2 separate regions of the Sander lucioperca genome follow, and region 2 is linked to region 1. Evidence: chromatin contacts called from public Hi-C data. All regions are on one chromosome and are shown on one strand. The core of a region is the stretch at or near the end of the contact, and the rest is flanking DNA. Distances in the headings are between cores, read along the strand shown.

The links. Hi-C and Micro-C count contacts between places; a contact is called where the count stands out from the background.
Region 2: a Hi-C map of liver shows a contact between it and region 1, with 12 times the contacts expected there. The contact joins the promoter of si:dkey-12j5.1 here to the promoter of glipr2l in region 1. A contact is called at or near these places in 2 of 2 Hi-C or Micro-C datasets (liver and muscle).

The regions. Positions count from the first base shown.
Region 1 is chr10:27,383,093-27,387,198 of SLUC_FBN_1.2, forward strand. It overlaps glipr2l (GLI pathogenesis-related 2, like), which reads right to left and starts at 2,101. Exons shown (of 5, transcript XM_031299115.2): 1 at 1,765-2,101; 2 at 1,079-1,187. The coding sequence starts at 1,777.
Region 2 is chr10:27,543,557-27,547,627 of SLUC_FBN_1.2, forward strand. si:dkey-12j5.1 (probable assembly chaperone of rpl4) reads right to left here and starts at 1,845. Exons shown (of 11, transcript XM_031299099.2): 1 at 1,635-1,845; 2 at 1,365-1,477; 3 at 1,088-1,234; 4 at 817-969. The coding sequence starts at 1,698. It overlaps mindy3 (ubiquitin carboxyl-terminal hydrolase MINDY-3), which reads left to right and starts at 2,112. Exons shown (of 17, transcript XM_036006706.1): 1 at 2,112-2,321; 2 at 2,819-3,123; 3 at 3,553-3,632; 4 at 3,884-3,944; 5 at 4,031-4,071. The coding sequence starts at 3,030.

The DNA of each region.
Region 1 (4,106 bases), core at 851-3,350:
TCTGAACAATTGCTTTTGGTATTGTGTTGATATTATTACAGGTTAAAAGACCATCAGGGGTGTATGCAAAATTTCCATTAAGTTCAATCTGAACAATGACAAAAATGTACATGCTAAGCTATAGGTTTTATCAACACAGTGTTGATTTAGTGACAGTATTTACTCAAATTTACAATCGGGGGTGTTACTACACGGACAAGGTTCAACACCTGGTAAGTTATTCATCATGTCTCTATTTAAAATATGGTGTGGATAAACAACAGATGTTAAATGCCACGGGTGTTCCTCATCACAAGAGTTAATGATGCTTTTCGGATGAAAAGACAAACTCTTCAATTACAAGTCCAGTGAGCTTTTGTTACTGATTTTGTTGGATTAGGTTCTAAATCCTAACTATATTTATAAATCTGCAAATTTTCCTCGAAACACGCAGCTGTGAATGAACGAATGATGGCTTTAACTGAACAGGGGTGAAACCGTTGCATAATTTTGGTAAGTGCCTTAAAAACGCCAATTGACACAGAGGGAGAGGTAAAAGCACCATTCATCATGTTCCAATGAACTGTGCTGCGCTTAAATGGTAGATTATCTGCAAACTCAAATATTTATCATCATAGATATTACACAGCAAATACAGTATTTAAAAGAGGCACACGTTACCAGAGATGTAGAGTGTACACTGTATCATTAAAGTTAAGCAACTGAGGAATAAAGTTTTTTTTTTTTAATCATAACAGTAAACTTTGTTTAGCAAACCAATGTTGCTGTTGATATTGCACCATTAGCATGCTTGAGGAAATGGACTGAAAGTCTATTATCCAAGACAGTTAGTTGCCTATTTCCTTCCTGACAGCACTGATCAAGTTTTCATTTACTCAAAACAAGAAATTGTCAACACAACTGCTAATCACAATAAAAACAAACCAAGACCCTCGATATCTTATTATATTTTGTTGTTATTTCATTTGACAGGTTAGGCCGAAGCTGTCACTGTTATCCAGAGCAGTTTGACAATGACTGGAACGTGTAGTCCTTGTTTATTAGGTTTCTAATTTAATCAGTGTGTGTATTAACCTACCGGGTAGCCTCTCTGCTCAACTTGCTGCTTAGCTTCATTGGAGGAGCCTGGTGCTTCCTCCTGAACTCATTATGGCACTGCAGCACCTCCTCGGAAAACTGCTTTGAGGCTGATAGACAGAGAGGAGAGAGGCAGGAAGGGTTAGGCAGCCAGAGAGAGAGAAATCTGACAAAGGACACGTGATGATGCAACATGAAAATTCGTGCATGGCTGCAGAATACAAACTCGAGCTGAAGTGTGAGTTCACCACCTGAAGACTGACTGACCTCAGACAGTGAGTATTACTCGATGGAGAAGAAAACGTCATCCACATCACCCCCCTCTCTGCCCGGTGCCTATCACTCACTGGGCTTTTCATAAGTAGCCTACCACAATCTCTTGAGTGCTTACACAATAGGCACATTGAAATAGCCACACACAAACAATACAAATACCAGTGCTGCCTAACAGCCAGCATCGACTCAGCCTGCTGCAATATGAATCTTAACTAATGATCAGTAAAATTTATTTTAAAATTTCATTGAAAGGAAAAGAATTTAGTCTTTTCTTTTGCAAGTTTGCATTGCCTTGTCCTACTTTTCAAAGATAGCAAAGCCCACAAACACATAGAGTAAACAAGCAAGTTATAACTCCGGCCAAATGGATACAATCAGAGTTAATATTCTCAGGGTGCAGTTTCCACTTACCTGACTTCCCCATGGTGCTGACACAGGAAGCCTTCAGTAAGATCAGAAACACTCTTAGCACTGAAAGAAAGCAGCCTCTCCCCTGACTTGTTTTTTTTGCTCCTCCTCTCTTTTTCTCTGTTGCTTGCTCCCTCTCTCTTTCTTCCTTTACTGCTGTCTATCTAATGCTGATGCTTTGAAACAGCTGCCAATGCCGTTATTTCGGGGGCCTTTCCTTCAATTGCTGTCTCATTCAACCTTGAACGTACAGCAGCAAACTTCCCCTTTAGCTATGTATCTAGTTGTGAAGATTATTTTGTAACATGCTTCTTCCTCAAGTTTTGTTTCACTTCATTTAACTAAACCTGTCTGTCTCTGTTGAAGCCACAAACACCACTATCTGCATTCCCTACATATATCTGTATGGCTCAGAGGAGTACACACCCACTCCTTGTCTTTACATTCCCACAAATGAGAAGGGAGCCCCTGCAGACGTTGGTGACATCATCTCTGTGAGACACATGCCCATATATGGCTCTGAGATTCTTGTAACTCGGTAGCCATGGACAAGAGAATGTTACTCCTAGCAACTGTAACCGAGACAGTGGCTATTCTCACAGTTCACACTGTAATGATGCATCATTGTGCTGTGCAACAGAAGACAATAGCAAACTTTGAGATAGGCCACACAGTGTATACTGTACTGTACATGATGCTCACTTTTTCAAAACACCTTTTCACTTTTACTAATGCTGATATCGTCAAGGTGCTTCAACATTGTCTTCAGAAACTTCTGTGTCAATAAGTTACCCCCACACACCCAATTGTAAATGAGTGATCCCTTAACCTCCACTCTGGATAAAAAAAAGCAATGAGTGAACAATTTACCTACTGCAGTTGACACACAGGGAGAGGCAGAATCATCATCCATCATGCTGCAGAACAGGTTTCTACTATTTGTTTTGTCTGCATGAAGTATGCTTCCCTCTGCACTTTAATAGTATTTACGAACTGGGATATCTATTATTTCAACAACAAAAAATACACCTGTTTTAACAAAGGCAGGACTGGTGTGTAACAGAACCTCAAAATGGATTATCTCATATTTTACTGTGCATCTCATAACTCAGCTTTTGAAATTGTGTCTCCACTTTTTGTACAGGCTACAGCTTGTATAAAGAATGTATGAAAAATGAAATTGTACTTTGTCCTTTTTTACACCCTTAAAATCAATAAGACATCATTGTGTCAGCACCAAAGTGTTCTGATGAAACTGCTAAACGTGTAACAGTAGAATGCTGATGCTTGATTGCTAATCTCCCAGTTGTGAATGTGAGTTTATCACTTTGTTAGGCTTGAATCAATCAAAGTTAATAAACACACACACACTACAGTCACTTTGGTCCAAACTGAAATATCTTAACAATTATGACATGGAATGTCATGACATTGTGTACAGGGATCCATGATCACCAGGGGAGGTATCCTACTTACTTTAGTGATCCCTTGACTTTTCTTCTAGGAGCTATCATATCGTCAAAATCTCAATACTTTGGTTTACTATTATTTTACCACATCATCACATTTCCATCATCCTCAGCTGTACTTTGCATGCTCAATGGCGCCCTCAAGGGGTGGCCATGGCCACCCTGATACAATTGCTGCCCCTGAGCAATTTCCTAAACAGAAGTGGTCGCCATCCAATCACTGATAAATGCAATTCTTCATTTATTTGAAATCTCCAAATGTCAAATGTTTGTGATACCAAATCACAGCATGGATTTTTCTATGGTGTTCCTTAAGGTCTTAGTGTCTTATTGTGGTATTCTGGAGGGATTCTTAAATCTTTTTTTTTAATCAATTCTCAAGTGGTCAGAAATGGTTAAATATTGCAGCAAATCTGTGTAATAAATGGATTTAACCCAAAAATAAAAATAAAAACTCTTCAGGTTCCCAACTTTCAGATGATGTATACCACTTCTATGTGTCATCAATTCATGCTGTCAATACAATCTATATAATTCCAAAGACAGCTTTGTAAATGAGTCATGTTAAGTTGTTAGTTGTTGGGCAGTATATTTGTCAGCTTTAAAAGTGGTCTAACAATCATCATTTTTACTTGTGATTTCTTGAGTCATCATTAAAAAAATCCTACAGATAAGGGTCAGGGTACTAAGTCACATAATCGATGTCTGAACTACTGATACATCATTGCACCACAACACCACAGGGTAGCAAGAAGGACAATTCTAAAACAAATATGATGCTATAAGGAGAAAAACACTGTGGTCACAAGTAGATATTCACCAACACTGACTGAAGACTATAGTGTGACAACTAATTATTTCTAGTTATTGGTGAGC
Region 2 (4,071 bases), core at 595-3,094, 160 kb after region 1:
TTATTTCTCGTTTAATATTACAGGTTTATTATTATTACATTATTATTTTGTGCCCTGTATACTTATAGATTATGTGGATGCATACTTACTTTGAACAAAAGTATTAGGTAACGTGGGCAAATTCTTTAGTTAGTAGTTTTCTACTATTGAACAGGGAAAACAAAAGAGTATCCAAAATCAAAAAAAATCCTCTGGACTCTGGAGGATTTCCCTCTCAGTTCAGTGCTGTAATGATCCACATAAGAAGCTCAGAGAATGTCTGAAGTGTTTGAGAAAGTCATCAGATGCAGAATCACTTTGTAGCTATGCCTTATGTCCCCAAATACAGGAGTACAGGAATCAAATATTTGGTCTTCTTTTGAAGATATTCAAAATTTAGACAATGCTAGACCCTATTTTGATAATTTTGTCCCGCTTGTATCAGTGTTGAATTTTGTGTTGTTTTAACTGAGGAAGAGTTGTCTATTACATTGCTGTATGTGAGTAACATGATGGTGCTTACATTTTTAAGAATAAGTCATGAATCACTACAGGTAACCATAATAACTATGCACTAAGTATGTCCGCTATCATGTGATGAATTTATTGACGGTCATTCAGTTGAACTGACACAACTCGATAGATCTTTGTTATGACAAGGTGACATGCATGCCTGCATAGATATAAAGACAGATAGATAGATAGATAGATAAGTAATTCATATATTGTTCAACAGCACCCTCTTGTGAAGATAAATACAATTACCCAAACATGTAAGTTGATGTAGAGTATCTATAAGCATAGAGGGAATGTGAGTGTGTATGGGAGTGCACTCACTGTGGTCTGTGCTTGTTTGTCCAATGCCGACAGAAGGACTTGTATTCCTTTAGTGTAGTAGTCCACAGCCTCCTGGCCTGTGTGGATTTGTCCCAGGTACATGTACTTACTGTGGCCTACATCTGGGCTCAGCTCCACTGCACGCAGAAAAGCTTAGAGATAATTGGTCAAGGAGGTTCACTCCACTCAATCAACATGGAAATATAAGAGTGCTTAAATAAAATGACTGAGTTACAAGCAACAAGAAAGACAAAACCTGCACAAAGGATATTCCTTTAGCTTTCTGTGTGTCTCCTAGTTCAGAGCAGATGTGTCCCTGCATGTCTAGAGCTAGCAGGTTGGTGGAGTCCACATCCAGGGCTCGTTGACAGAAAAGACCAGCCATCTCAAAGTCAAAACTGTCCATGCATTCCTCTGTCTGTACAACAGATGATCACACAATATAATAACAAACATGCAGCAGATGATCGATGATGAACAAAAAATACATTTCGAAAGGCAGGAAAAATCTAGGTCGTGTATTGTTGTAGATATCTTGTCAATATCACCTTCTCTAGTAGCTGTTGCACAGAGTACTTCTCAGCTGTCTTCTTCTTGGCTTTTTCATGTACTCTTAGTTTCATCCTTTCTTGAGGTGACAATCCAACAAACCCTGCATCTGCTGTGATTAAATAAGTGGAGAGTCAACGTTAGTTTAGTCTCATATTTAGTCTAATAGTCTAAAGAGTTTAAATCAAAGCACATCAGGTAAATTCCGACTAACTGCTGTACTGTAAATAACTAGCTAGCAAATGTGTTGAACCACTGAACAAAATTACTGTTTGGGCGGTTCTCCTTCCTCTTCGGCTTGCTTTTCTTTTTTCCCTTTGCCTGTCCACCCATAGTGGTGAAAAATACAGCTTATATTTTCACAATTTGTCTTCTAAACAGACTTTTCCCAAAGTGTGAATCTACCATAGGCTATAGGAATCTACACGCGTGGAAAGCAAGCACGGTTGAGCTAGGGGTGCAGTGCGCATGCTCTAAGCAGTGACTGTGTGGCTGCTACGGAGAGAGGTAGCGGACAAAATATTAACGGTTCTGAAATAACCTTTATTACACTAAAGCAAAATAGGATATTTATACAGTCCGACATTGTTAGACATCGCGTTTTAAATGTATGCTTTAACACCGAAGTAAGCTTAAAATCCCATTTATATTTTCTTTCTCCGAGGTGCTGATTACTTAAGGCGGGCTTTAAATGAATTAAACGGTTCCCTGTTTGTGGGCGGGTGCTCGATATGATTGACAAGCCTGTTGTCCATTGAGGTAACGCGTTGAAGCTGTACCCCTTGACGTATGTGGTACTTTCTGGATTTCAACCAATGGGCAGTCACGAGTTTTTTTTTTTTTTTTTTACAATTCTGTTGTAAATAAACGAATGACAGAGACGCTGCTGTTGATAATGAAATTGCTACCAAAATATATAATCAATACGGAATCCCAATACTCGACTGTGTATCAAGGTAATTAGGCTTTAACGTTATCTAACTAATGAAAAATATTATGAATTGATACAACAACTTTTCAGCATCGCTGCAGTGTGAGAAGAAATTGAATGACAAAGCAATGGAATATTAGCTGCTAGTGGTAATGCTAATGCTAACTGCTGACATTACCAAGCCATCTCCGCTCTTAAAACCTACGTTATAGTTATTTCACAACAGTTTAACAAGGTAACAACGCCGCCGCAAGAAAAGCTAACGTTATCCGTTAATCCTGCTGTCAGCAACGTTACTTATATTACTAACCATCCGGGTAACGTTAACGTTTACTATTTGACGTTAACGTAAATGTTAGCTTTCTCGTTTGTTAATAATACGAGCGAGTATTAACGTCACACTGATCTATAAACTAGCTATGTCGCGCCATTGTCGCTTTAGATATGCAATTAAGTTATCGATGCTTGTGTTCCCTAGTAACCCCCAGTAACCTTAGCGTATAATGCTTCTGTACTTTGCAGACTGGTGTGGCTACGTTGATGTCATTCCTACCCGCCAGTTTGCCTCCAGCCGCTAGAGTCAGTCTGTGTTGTGCAACACAGGTAGCTTGTGGCCAATGCCACAGGCTCAACCTGCCGAGAGAAGTGGAACATCGACCTAGGAAAGAGCTTGCAAGTTGGCCTCAAGAGACCTATCTTGTGTTTGTGGACTCACCAGCACTAAACAATTGTCATGTCGGAGTTAAATAAAGAGGTGGTGGATTTGGTTTGGGGGAGACCCTCCAGTGGAGGAGTGTCTGCCTCGATCTTCCGTAGATGGAGCCAAGGTATGATGCTTTGTCTCAGTATAATGATATGAATGAAAGTGATTTTGCAGAACCGGAAACACACCACACATTACTCAAAAACAGGGTTGTTCACCCATGTGCAGTGAAGAGCCAAGTGTATCCAGGTTATAATTCTAACCAAAATAGTACAACCGAAATGTCTGTAATTTATTTCATTAGATCCACACCTTTAGCTGAAGGTCAGATAAGCAGCAAAATACCCTGCTGTTGTGTATGTGGTTACTATGAATACTGCACATGATCACTCCTGCTCTAGAGTTTAGCCTGAATTTGCTATGTGGCTTTAGATGTGAGCATGCATGCACATGTGGCTTTCTAATGTGTGCATGGTAAAATTGTCTAAATAATGACTTATTTGTTTCAGCTGTGAACATTTTTAAGGTTGTCTTGCCTGTGTCTTTACCACAGGATTTGTTTTTAGTGAGAATGAGCAAACAGCACTGGAGCAGTTTGAAGGAGGACCCTGTGCTGTCATTGCACCTGTCCAGGTATGGTCTAGTTCCACCTAGAGTATTATCAGCATGCAGTATTATCAGGGCCAAGTGTCAGTTTCCAGCATATTCCCTATTGAGCCTTCACAGACCTCCTACATGCTCAGCGGATGGTAGTTCTTAAATGGGAATGGGTTGATTTAGTCTGCAACATTGCAGTCTTTCAAAATGTACACCTTCCCCAAGTTTATTTGTTGCTCAAGACTATTTCTTGCAAATTCAGAGACTGAGTTTGTGTTTCTTTACAGGCTTTCCTCTTAAAGAACATTCTCTTCAACAGAGAAAGTTCCAACTGGAGACAGATGACAGGTAGACAGGAAAATCCAAATCATTGTTTGCTATTGATTTATGTGTGGCTTGTTAAATCATGCATCTTTTATGCTTTTATATGTTAGAAGAGGAGCAGAAAACAGCACTGTGTTCCACGCTGAGTGAA